Linked DNA regions of Mus musculus: region 2 is linked to region 1. Evidence: chromatin contacts called from public promoter capture Hi-C data. All regions are on one chromosome and are shown on one strand. Each heading gives the region's core, a stretch centred on a gene start, on an enhancer-like site or on the middle of the called end of the contact. The rest is flanking DNA. Distances are from core to core; before and after follow the strand shown.

Evidence for each region. Capture Hi-C pulls out chosen DNA fragments and counts their contacts.
Region 2: a promoter capture Hi-C map of adipose tissue shows a contact between it and region 1. The contact joins the promoter of Cfap65 here to the promoter of Cdk5r2 in region 1. A contact is called at or near these places in 2 of 39 promoter capture datasets (cranial neural crest and trophoblast stem cells), 1 of 484 Hi-C or Micro-C datasets (embryonic stem cells), 3 of 115 datasets of contacts at active chromatin or transcription factors (all in embryonic stem cells) and 2 of 9 other capture datasets (adipose tissue and pancreatic islet).

What each region holds. Positions count from the first base shown.
Region 1 is chr1:74,851,179-74,857,833 of GRCm38.p6, reverse strand. It overlaps Cdk5r2 (cyclin-dependent kinase 5, regulatory subunit 2 (p39)), which reads right to left and starts at 2,805. Exons shown (of 1, transcript NM_009872.3): 1 at 102-2,805. The coding sequence starts at 2,736. The coding sequence ends at 1,627. It overlaps Gm16582 (predicted gene 16582), which reads right to left. Exons shown (of 4, transcript NR_151618.1): 2 at 3,319-3,491.
Region 2 is chr1:74,933,790-74,939,981 of GRCm38.p6, reverse strand. Cfap65 (cilia and flagella associated protein 65) reads left to right here and starts at 4,383. Exons shown (of 33, transcript NM_001039495.1): 1 at 4,383-4,461.

The DNA.
Region 1 (6,655 bases), core at 1,556-4,055:
AGGTAAGCACAGGCTTAGTCAGGCCTGACTAGACTCCTGACTCAATCAATATATGGTGGGAAGAACGGAAAGAAATAAAAACATCATGGCTAGCCAGTTCTGTCTCAAGGGTCACCTCACAGAAAGGGAGACTTCTGTCTCTTTATCATTTGTCCTTAAGTAGCCTGAGTATTAATAAGGAGGTAGGGCAGACAAGATGGAGGCCGGAATTGGGAGGTAAGTTCAGCCTCAACCCTTGGCTTATGATGCTTTACTGTAAAATGAAAGCCAGTGTGGGCAGGTAGCAGGTTACAGATCTCAGGGACCTGACTTTCCCTCCTACCCTACCCCTAACAGTTTCACTCCTACGCCCATTCCTTTCCACCCTCCGGGAACCCAAAAAGAGGCCGGCGCGAAACCATCTGTAGGCGCTTCCAGCGCTTTATAGTTCGCTCCAGGACAGACGGACAGACAGATAGTGCGGCCTGCGCCGTCGGCCCGCATCATTGGCACCTTGGACAAGGCCCCAGGCCCGACCCAGTCCCTGGTACTCTTCCCAGGACGATTCCGGTCCCGCCCAGCTCAGCACCTCGGACAATTCCCTGCCCAGCCCCCTCCCCACCCACCCACCCTCCTGAAACAGCGAAATAAATTAAAGTGTGAGGAGGGGATATAACAAGAAATCTAAAGATAAGGAAGAGGACGCCCCTCCCCCAGATAAGAAGAGTTTTCTTTCTCTTTCTATCCATCCACAGAGAAGACACCACCGCTGCAAGCGGGGTAGTCTACCAGGTTGGATCTTGCCCTCAAATCTCAGCCTCCTAAATGAAGGCAGCAGCCCTTTCCTCCTCAACTCCCAGCATGCAACACGTTGGAAAAGGTGGGGAGAGGCCGTGGGGGTGAAGGAAAGGATCACCCTGATCTTTGCCTGGACAACTGAGACTGCAGTTTCCTGTCCAGTCTATCCAAATTTAAAAAACAAAAACCAAAAAACTAAGGATCTGGGGAAAGGAGTGTAGAGTCTTGGGGATCGGTTGGTGGGGGGTGGGGGGTTGCAGGACGACACAAGCAGAGAGAGGGAAGGCAGACAGGAGGGATGGAGGTGACATGACCGGAGGAAGGAAGAGGAACAAGAAGGGTACACGGAAACATAGGTGCTGGAGAAGCGGGGACCGCAGTGGGGTACCATCAGGCTCGGGGTAAGGTAGAAAAGGGTAAAGCCCAGGGAATGCCAATGGACAGGCGGGGGCGGGGGCGGGGGCTGCAGACAGGAGGTAAGACGAAGACACAGAAAGGTGAGGGACTGGACAAAACCCAGGGTGGTGGACTTTGAGATGCCCACAGCAGGAAAGAGGGAGACCAGGGCAGAAATGGAAAGATGGAGGCGCAGACAGACGGAAAGGGTGAACGAAGTTGGGGGTGCACTTCCCGCGATCATCCCCCACGCCCACCCCACGCCCAGTAAATCCAGACACCGCGGCCTCTGGCGTCCTAGCCTCCACCTTCCCCTGTGGGGCAGGGGCGGCTCCTCCTCGGCCCAGCCTGGGCATAGAGCAGCGGTAATAGCGACGGTGGCTTGATGGTCCCGGGGTTTCCGGGTGTGTGTGAGGGGCTGGGGCGGGGGGCGGGCGCGGCCCCTGGGAATCCCTAGCGGTCCAAGTTCATAGTCCAGTGCTTGGCTCCGGTCGCGCAGCTGTCCCTGGCGCTCGAGGAGGAGGTGGTGGACGCGCTGCTTCCGCTCGGTGGACCCCCGGTGCTCGCCGCGGCCTCGCCCTCGTTCTTGAGGTCTTGAAAGACTTGCGTGAAGAAGTGGGGGTCGGCGTTGAGTCGCAGCATCTGCGGGCTGAGCCGCTGGATGAGGCGCAGGCAGCGCTGCCAGAAGCGCTCCTTGTCGGGCTCCACGAGGAACGGCTTGAGCGGGTAGGAGATCTCGTTGCCCATGTAGGAGTAGGCGAGGTAGAGGCAGGTGAGGAAGGCGGCCTGCAGTTCCGCGGCCGACGCCAGCTCGTCCCCACGAAGCGACTCCCGGCACAGCAGGTACACGAACACCAGGTTGGCGGGGGTAATGAAGGCCTGGTCTTGCCAGCCCTGCAGCAGCAGCGAGCGGTCCACGCCGCGGAACCAGCCCACCAGCTCGCCGGGGCTCAGCTCCTTGAGGCGGTAGCAGCGTCGGCACACGAAGTCGCCGAGGCAGCGGAGCAGCTCGCCGGTAGACGCCTGCACGATGACCCGCCGCGGCGAGCCTCCGGGCGCCGGCGGTGCCGCCTGCGGGGCTGGGGGTGGCGGCGGCGGCGGCTTTCCCCCGCCTGAGCCTGGTGGAGGGGCGGCTGCGCTGCCCCCCGACGGGGGCTCGCAGGTGGCAGCGGTCGTGGGCACCGTGGGCACCGGCACGGCCAGGGGCTTGGCTGTTCCGCCACCGTCGGGGCCGTCGCGGCCCTTGCGGAGAAGGTTCTCGCGGTTGCGTTGCTGGACCAGAGGGTCGGGACCGGTGGACGCTGGCTTGGGCGTCACCTTTTTGCTGCCTTTCTTCTTCTTGGCCGAGGCTGCCACTAGGCGCTTCCAGGTGAGCGCCGAGATGAGCACGGACGGCCGTTTGAGCCGGCTCTCGCCTTTGCCGCCCTTGCCGGCCGGCGGCGCGCCGTAGCCCCCCAGCGCCTCGTCCCCCGCGGGCGGCGCCTTCTTTTTCTCCTCCGGCAGCCCTCCCGGCCTCCGGCCCTTGGCCGAGGAAGCAGGGGAAAGCGACAGCACCGTGCCCATCCTGCAGAGCGGGGCCGGCGCCCGGGCCCCAGCGGGAACCGCGGGCGGCGCCGCTGCTGCTGCAGCCCCGGGGGACCCGGCGGTGGGGGGCCTAGCCCCGGCCCGGGCGCGCGGACGGGCGGGGGATGGAGCCGCTCTGCTGCGCCGCGGCGGCTGCTCTGAGCCGAAGCTGCGCCAGCTGCAGCGTCAGCCCCACCCCTTGGGCCCCTTCTTTCGCCACGCCGCGCCCCGCCTCACGCAGCCAATCCTGACTCTAGTTTTCTTTGATCGGCAGCTCCTCTAACCAATAGGATGTTGCATACTAATCTACTGTACCGCCTTACCCACCGCCTGGAGTCTTCAGTCCCTTACCTTTTCCCAAAGGGGGAAAAGGGGGGAAAGGAGGAAAAGGAGAGAGGGGGTGTGTGTGATTCTGAGGTCTCTTTTTCTGGCTGAGCAGGGGGTTGAAGTGAGGTGAAAATGGTCCTTCCCATCTCTTCCTCCAGATCCCAAGACCATGGGTCTGAATGTTTTGATACACTGTGATACACTGGGTCCAAGCCGCAGTATAGAAGCCATGGGAACAGCCTATCATTCGCTCACCTTTGAGTTTGTTTAGTGGGCAATATGGCAGCTTGCCCTCATCGAGACACCCCAGTTGCACCTTCCGGCTTCGCCCATCTGGATGTCCGCTTGCTATCCTCTTCATCGCCCCCCCCCCCTTGGGGACGGGGGTAGGGTGGGGTGGAGGAGACTGCTGCAGGCTCATTCCTGATCTGTAAGAGAATGCTAGTGTGTGAGACTCTGAGCAACCGAGCAAATGCACCCTTTCTCCTTGGCAGAGGGAAGGATGTGTGTCTTTGCTTCACGGAGCAGGAACAGGGGGAAGTCTAAAGACAACCTAATGAGTCTGTACTTGATTCCCTGCTTCTGACTCTGACCCCTGGACAGCTCATTTTTGATTGGTTGTCCCAACAACACATTCATCTCACCCTTGCATGCGTGATGGATGGTTGGACTCCAGGGAACTCTGGAAATTGGTTTAGTTGAAGGCCCCAGTCTGGGGTCTACTGTGTGGAAATCGGTTGGCTCAACTTCCAGTCAAGATCCGGGGTCCTAGTTGAGATGGATTTTAACCAGTAGACAGCTTCCTTGTGCTCAGACTCTAGCTGTTCCCACTCCAGCTGCCAGCTATTATACTGGGAGCTGCCGGTTTCTCTGGACCCCTCCATTCCTGCTACGGACCACATAGGCCTTGATCCCAGACTTTGAGCCTTATCGGCAGGTTGTGAGAACCGCTTGTCCTGGGCCACTTCAGTGTGTCTTGTAGGACCCTCCAGTCTGCTGTCTGTGGCTTCCCTTCCAGGAGTCTTAGTGAACCTTAGGCATTGGTGTGGGGGTTTGGTTTGGTGGGCAGAGAGGTAACTATCCATTCTGTAACAATTCTTAGAATTGTTCTTGGATCTCAGTCTCTGTGTCTCTGTATGCCTGTCTGTCTGTCTGCCTGTCTGCCTGTCTCTCTCTCTCTCTCTCTCTCTCTCTCTCTCTCTCTCTCTCTCTGTGTGTGTGTGTGTGTGTGTGTGTGTGTGTGTGTGTGTGGTGTCACATTCAAGCTGGCTTCCATCCTTCTTCAGCCTCCCAGATCCTGGGATTATAAGCACCACCAGGCCTGCCTCCATTTCTGCCAGACCCAGCACAGCACCAAAGGTCCACTGCTGTCAGAATCAGTGTGCGCCCACTTTCCTCTCTCTGTATGTGTTTCACTATGCGCATTCTGTTCCAGAATCCCCTTGGGTTTCAGCTCACAGCAACAGAGGCTCCAGCTTTTCTCTGCAGTTTCACAATCACAGCTCACACACCCCTTCCCGGGAGCTGAGGTCTGGCTTCCTCAAATCTTCTCCCTTCGTGGCAACCATGGTCACATATAGTTAGAAAGTTGTTTGTTTGCTTGTTTATTTATAATAGGAGAGATGCATGTGCTTGTCACAGCATGTCTGGGGAGTCAGTTCTTTTCCTCCTGCCACAGAGATTACAGAGACTAAACTCAGGTCCTTAGGCTAGGCTGCAAGTGACTACCCACTGAGCCACCTCAGCAGTCCCAGCAGTCCAATGCAGGGTCTCACTTGTGCCCTTGACTCTGATCTTTATTCTCTTGTGGACTTAGTTGTTCTGTTCAACCTCTCCTTCTCTCCTTAACAATGGGAAAATTCCCTTTACAGCTCCTATAACCGACTCCACAAGGCTTTCTGAGTCAGCCTTTATTTGACACAGAAGGAACCATTGGCTCACTGGTGGTTAAGGACAGGCCCCACAGAGACTGAGCTGTGCTGGCAGAAACCTGGCACGTGGATCTGAATGGCACGTGGGTCCTCCTTGCTCCCAGGAGTCTCTCATTGAGTAAGGACTATTGCTGGTACCATTTAGGACACGATCTCTGCATGCTCACGGGTATCACCATGTTGGTACTCCTACTCCAAGTACCATGGTTTTCTGTTATCCTGTTTGTCAGAATCAAGGATTTTTTCCTGTTTCAGGGTCCCCAGACCAGGTGCCTCTGTTTGTTTCAGATCTCCTCTTTACTCTTCAGTGACCTCATCTGAGACTCTCTTTCTGGCTTGCTTACGGGCACACTCCTCTCTCCTGCTCTGATTATCCCCCTGGGTTTCTGAACCTCAACTCTAAAGCCACAACTCTCAGAGTACCATCTTGCCTTCTATCAAACTCTTGGAATCCCATCTTCTCCAGGAAACTTTCCTGAACTTATTGGAAGGAGAAGCCAGAGGCAGTAAGGAGAGAGAAATGCATTATATACTACAAGGTAGAGGTCTAGGGGAATAAAGGTAGTGGAACCAGGAAGGCTTCATGGAAGGAGGTAGGCTTTATAGAAGGTTGATGACTTTCTTGGCACATTTGTAACGTATGATTCATTAATTATGTTGGCTTCTGGATGCTTCTCAGCTGACCACTTCCTGTATTGGCCTTTGGAACAGTGCTGAGAGCAGACTCCCTGGCTGTCTATGACACCCCCTCCCCCAGGTTATCTAGAACAACCTACCATCTTCAAGGCTAAGGCAGCAGGTCCAGACTGAGAGATACAAGGTCCAGTGCAGAACTTACTGGTGAAGGTCCCACCAATCACGGCTCTTCACTCACCTCCCTGGGCAGTTAAGCTAGGAATGTCTCCAAGTCATGCAATGCAAACTTCATCCCTTTAACCACCCTTCTCCCTCTCTGACAGGAGTGAGGAGGTGTAGGCCAGGGCTTGCCAGTTATATGACCTTGGGGAAGTCATTTTGTCTCTCTGAGCCTCTGTTTCCTCCCGATAAAACTCGGGGATTTAACATGTCTTGCTTTTATTATCAGATAAAAATGGCTATTAGGAGAATAAGACAGAATGAGTTGCTAAAGCCTCTCCTGAATCCGCAGCTCTGATTCAGAATCAAATCTGCCCTCTGAATCCGTTTCTCTCTCTAGCTCCAGCCCTGTCTGCCTCCCCCCTAATCTGTTTCTGTCTGCTGGGCTCAGTCTTTGTGTGCACAGCATCCATGGGAGGCCGGCACTTCTGCAGTTCAGCCAGGGAGACAAGGGAAGTGGAGCTCAAGCTTTTAGCAATGCAAATGATTTCTCCGTCCCTTGGAGCTCTAGAGGAGCCCCTAGAAGGGAGGGGAACACAAGAGAGGAGGCCCAAGCAGGCTGAGGTCCAGTAAACATCAAACCTGGAGTTCTCAGACCATATAGGTTATACCCACATGTCTTTGAGGGTCTCCTATATAGAGGCTAATGGCAGCATAGGTTCTTAAAACAGCCAGGATGGGGGTGCTGCCGAGGCACCTGAGCCTGCTGCCTGCCTACGCCCCCCCCCATCCCAACAGCTCCATTCCAGGCTCTCTGGCTCTGGGGTGTACAAACAGGAGGTACACCCAGCCCAGCACTTCCTCCC
Region 2 (6,192 bases), core at 3,134-5,633, 81 kb before region 1:
GTCAGCATAGAACTGGAGAGCCAGGAGAAGACCACGTGGGCAGAAAGGGAAGGACAGTGAAATGTGAAGGGCCCTCTGCCAATGAGGAGGACCAGTAAGTGCAGAGCTCAGACTTGAAGGACTTCATGTTGAAACAAAGACCTGGGTGCACAGTTGCTAGTAAGCTAAAACTTGGTTCTCAGCACTGAGTTGAAACTAGTATAGTATAGCATTACTGGCCACTGACCCATCCCCACAGCCCCACACACTGTCAAGTTTGGTTTCTCAGTTTTCTCCCTACATACTCTGGCTCTATCCCATGACCAAAGAACTAAGGAGTCAATACCAGGCAAAATGTGGGATCTAGGACACTGATTTGGCCCACAGGAGCTGGTGTCTGGTCTGAGAAATCCAATGTCCATACTTTACCATTTGCTAAGGTGTTTTGTTTTGTTTTGTTTTAAATACAACTCCCATTCGTTTCAATTTTACAGATGAGTAAAGAGAGGCTTTACCCAAAGAGATGAAGGGGTCTGCAACCCTATAGGTGGAACAACAATATGAACTAACCAGTACCCCCAGAGCTCGTGTCTTTAGCTGCATATGTATCAGAAGATGCCCTAGTCGGCCATCATTGGGAAGAGAGGTCCCTTGGTATTGCAAACTTTATATGCCCCAGTACAGGGGAACGCCAGGGCCAAGAAGTGGGAGTGGGTGGGTAGGGGAGCAGGGCGGGGTGGGGTATAGGGAACTTTTGGGATAGCATTTGAAATGTAAATAAAGAAAATATCTAATAAAAAATAGAGGGGAGCGGGGGGAGGGTATGGGGGACTTTCAGGATAGCATTTGAAATGTAAATGAAGAAAATACCTAATAAAAAATTGGAAAAAATATTAAAAAAGAGAGGCTTTACAATTTGTCTCACATTTTCCAGCTATTGAAAGATGGAGCCACGTGCCTTTAATCCACATGCACTTGGGAGGCAGAGCCAGACAGCTCTCTGTGTTTAAAGGCAGTCTGATCTACAGAGCAAGTTCCAGGACAGCCAGGGCTACACAGAGAAACCATGTATCAAAAACAAAAACAAAAAAACCAACCAGCCATCCAACCCACCCACCAACCAACCCACCAGACAAACAACCAAACAAAAACCAAAGAGAAAGATGGAACCAGAACCTGAACTTGAATTTCCTAGGAAGATGAAATATCATGTAAATTTTTTCTCCATTCCCTTACTCTTGGCCTACATGGATTTCTACTCTGTGGTAGTTTAGGGAGTAGGTGGAGAGAGAAAATTGTCTGGGAGGGAGGCTTGCATAGGAAAGGTGGAAACCCACAAGTTGGTTCTGGACAAGGAGTAAGCCTTTCCTTTGAGTTCTTCTGGCGTACAACAGCTGTAATGGTTAATCTCTGTTGTCAGCTTGACTGATTCCTTCAAGAGACATACCTCTGGGCTTGTATACAAGGGTGTTGACACAGAGATTAGCAGAGTAGGGAAGATTTACTGTGAATGTGGCATCATTCCATGGTCTGGAATAAAAGGAGAGAAAGAAGGAACCCAGAAGACTGAAGAACGTCAGCTGCCCTGTTTTTTACTTCCTGATCTGCCAAGATGTGAGGCGTCCCAGACACAAGCTCCCATTGCCTTCTCCACTATGCTGGGCTAAGCCCAAACAAATCCTTCTTCGTTCAAATTGCTCCTAATAGGTGTTTTGTCATAGCAATGAAAAATGTAACGAATGCCCTTCAGTTTTGGAAGGGTAGACCTTTCATCTGCAAGGGATAGACAGATGTGCTGGCTGGTCAGCAGAGCAACCCTGGCACTTAGGTACACTGTCTTTGGCTTTCCATACCTCAGCACAGCAAAAGCAGCCTCCATCCTTGAAGAAACAGAGGAGGGAGGTGTGGAAAGAAGATATTCCCTCCCAAGTACACTGCAGAGAGGCTGAGGCTGGTAGAAGGAACACAGAAAGCTACACGGCTTATGTATAGAGATCAGAGGGGGAATGTGTTCGTTCATCCCTTTTCATGTGCTTAATCAATGAAACACTGCATTTTGGAAATTAATCAATAAAGCCTTCATGTTGAAGGCCTATAGCCCTAGAGGCTGGGGCAGGGGGATTTCAAGTATGAGGCCAGCCTGGTCTATAAAATGAGGACCTGTGTCAACAGATAAACAAAAGAGAAGAAATTATCCACAACAAATAGATAAGGGAATCAAGGGTCAGAGAGATCGTGACTTTTTCAAAGCCTTACAGCCAGAAATTAACAAAGGTTAATCCCAGGCCTGTCTGGTTCCAGTCTGAAATCTTCTCTATTCCAGGGGAAGCTGATGAGAAGATACAGGAAGATACAGGAAGGAAACAGGATATTGTGTATGCAGTAAAGCCCAAATTGCTAACTGTGTGCTTTGTCCCCCAGCCCCAGGCCTCAGACAGAGAGCTCAGGTCTCTCATCTATCCTTACTTTTTCCAATACTTTGGTCCTTATAATTTTCCTGAATCATTCACTTTCATTCACAGCCTTGAAACAAATGGCGTTTGTGTCTGTGGGCCTAAAGAGGACATGACCACTCAGATCCAATGCCTAGCATCTTCTAAGCTATCTCAGCTACTGAGAAGGGGACTTCCAAGGCAAGTCCATTGTCTGCTTCCCTCTCCTCACACCCAGCACCCAACCAAGCCTTCCTGGGTACTCAACTTCCTGAGCAAAGTCCAGTATGTGGGGGCCTCTCCTTAGGAGTCCTCACATCAGCTGAAGTTACTGCTCAGAGCTGCCAGTTATAATTCCAGAGAAGCGCAGACCACAGCACCTGATAACAAAAGAAACTGTCCTTCCACTGTCCTAACCCAGAACTCACCAATATATAATCAAAAGATGCTGGGAAGAGGTTCCTCAGGAGAGGAGACCAAAGAACACATGGCTCAAAAAATCTGACTTCTTTATCATCAGTTTTTTCTTATTGGGTTCTCTGAGGTCCCCCCCCAAATCCTGCATAAGTATTCTCAATTTTTTTTGGCATAAGTATGAAAAGGAAAATTTTGTTTATTCATTTCTATTCATCATTTCATCATTCATTATTCCATTACATTCATTATCATTCATTCACTTATTGTCATTTATACCCCCCACTTTTTTTGTCCATAAGGTCCAGCTGAGTCAGACTGATTAAAAAAAAAAAAAGAAGAACTTGAAGAAAAACAAAAAAAGGGAGAAATCATTACAGGAGCTCCAAATAGCATCAACGTCATCACGTTCAAAGTACAGCCTTCAGATTCTGAGAAACCAGCGAGACACTCACTGAGTTCCACGTTCCTTAATCCCCAAAGAATTCCAGGCTTAGTTGGGCTGGCATGACTTAACCGACCTCCTGGACCTCCCTTGCAGCAGCCCTGCCCTCCCCCGCTCATGTGATCCCTCAAGCCAACTCAGGTCACTTTGTCACCTCAGTCCATCGCCTACCTCCCACAAGTGAACCCCAATCCTCCAAACTGCTCGTTTATTTTCTGGGTTTGCTTCCAGCTCTCTGAGCTCTCCCTCTATAACCACACCACACCCCTTTCATTCTGAGGAGGAATGGGTTCACTGTTCAGGCAGTAAAACTCTTTAATTGCCGAAGAATGAACTTTGAGATTCTTGGCTTTTTCTACGTCGCCTTCATCCAATGATACCTTTCTCACAGCGTGCACACCAGTGCACAGACAAAAAAGAATTTCTTCATACATTAACTTTTGTCTCTCTTCAAACAAGTTAATTTTCTTTGGTCTCAGACCAAAAGATATCTGGAAGAAAATGCCAAAGGTGTTCTCTTTCGGCAGCAGAAGGAGCACATTTATAAATCCTATGCAGTAAGAAATAACCAGAGGCTGTTTTCAATGAACCATCATGATCATAGGGAATGAGGCTCTGAGTCTAGATCAGTCTACTTCAAGAGATTAGGAATGACTCCCATTCAGGCAATCTATGATTTTTGAGCCCAACAGTAATCTATGAATAAGGTGGTCAAATAAAGTAATTGCCAGGACACCATGAAAATTGGGGGAACCATGTTTACCTTGTCTGGAATGGAAAAAGACCACAGTTGGTACTACAGCAGGGAAAATCTTGGATTCAATACTTAACATAGGGAGATTAAATTTGAGCAGGCATTGACTGGGTGTGTAGCTTAGTGATGATCAAAGCTTTAATTCTTAGCACAAAAAGAAAAAAATATATAAAGAAAGTTAAAGAAAAAAGAAGAAAAAGGAAAGGAAAGAAGAAAAAAGAGAGAAAATAAAGGAAAAGAAATGAAATGAAGAGAAAAACAAAACAAAAAGAAACGGACTCATTCGCTTTCTCTGAACCTTGGCTCTTTTGGGTTGCCGTCGTTGCCATGGGATACCAAAAGACGCTGTGTCCCGAGCGTCCTGTATCTACGGAGACGTTAGCACAGCGTTTGCATGAGTTCTAAACGTTGGAGGCCAGCGAGAGGAACAAGGAACGGTATCTGTACTAAAAACCCCTTTTACAGGAAATCGTGGCGGGTCTTCAGAAAGTCCTTTCGTTGTGGGCGAGATTAATTAGATGCGGGGGCCAGGAGACCCTGAGAAGCCCCATAAGTACATTTTGTTCCCTTCGTTTTAAGGCTTCCTTCCTCAGCTCTACTTGACCACTCCTTACCCTCACCCCTACTCCCGGTTTTTTCACCTGTCGTTTGTAAAATTTTAAGATCAGAAATTAGGCAAATAAAAGAAACTGATAAAATACCCCCACCCCCGAAACTAGAAAATTGGTTTAAAACAAGCCCCCCCCAAACACACACACACACACACACACACACACACACACACACACACACACACACACACACACAACTGCACGTTTTTTCACAGCAAAATGTTGCAAATGACCTTCTCTGTTCCCGGAAAGGCTCCATGCTTCCTGCCTTAAGTCCCGGCTGGACCACTTTTCTACCTTATTTTGTCTCTTCTCTAGCCTTTCAGAGATAGATTGGTGTATTGAGTGGGGACTTTTTCAGAGAGGCAAGGCAGACTGTCTGTTGAATCCCCTGATGTCTGAGAGATCAGGGACTAGGGACAGGACCTAAAGCTATCCAAGGACAGAAAAGTAACAGCTCTCCTCCCCACCCGCAGCTTGCATTTCTTGGGTTCTGTCTGAACACCCACTTTACATTTGGAGGTAGGAAGCTTGTTTTGTACAAGTACCTGCTGTATCAGACCTGTTTGGTAAATGCTCTGTGAGGGAATGCATGGGATGAGGACAGTAACTTGAAATGGTTTCCTCCAGTGTTAGAGAACCTTCTAGGAACAAATGAGCCAACAGAGGGTTTCTCTGGCTGGTGGAGAGAGAATGAGATTGTCTTTGGGAAATGTGTAAACTGCTAAAGGTAATCATGAGATTGTTACATTATAACATGGGGACCTTAATTAACCACCAACTTGAAGAAGGAGATGTTTTAGGTTAAATTAAAAGCAAGTCATGGCCAATCATGATGGTTCATGTCTTTAATCCCAGCGCTTGGAAGACAGAGGCAAGTGGATCTCAGAGTTTGAGACTAACCTAGTCTGTAGATCTAGTTCCAGGACAGCCAGGGCTACACAGAGAAACCTTGTCTCAAAAGAAAAACAAGGAAAAGAAGGCAAATCACATGTAACGATAAACAACTGTAGGGATTAAAATATCTGTTGAAAACCTCACAATACTGTCTGGATTGTTAGTCAAATTGATACTATTTGGGATATGGACAATCTTACTTAAAGAAGTGAAAAAAAATACTAAACAATGTGAAATATAGAAATAAGTTCAAAAATAAGTATTACAGCTTTGCTGTCCAGTGTAGTAGCTACTAGGCAACTTTAACTATTGAGCACTTGAAATCTGGGTGGTCTGAATTGAGATAAACTGTGAATATAAGATGTGCTGGACTGGAGAGAAAATTCAGTGCTTAAGATATTCATTCTCAGCATACACATATTGGGTGACTCACAACTGCCTCTAACTCTAGAGCCAGGGAATCAAATACCCCCTCTGGCTTCCACCAGTACCACCTGCATGTGGCAAACACACACACACACACACACACACACACACACACACACACACACACACATACACACACACACACACACACACACACACACATGCACGCACAAATAAAAATTTAAATTAAAAAGAATTAGATGCACTGCTGGGTGTGGTGGTGCACACCTTTAA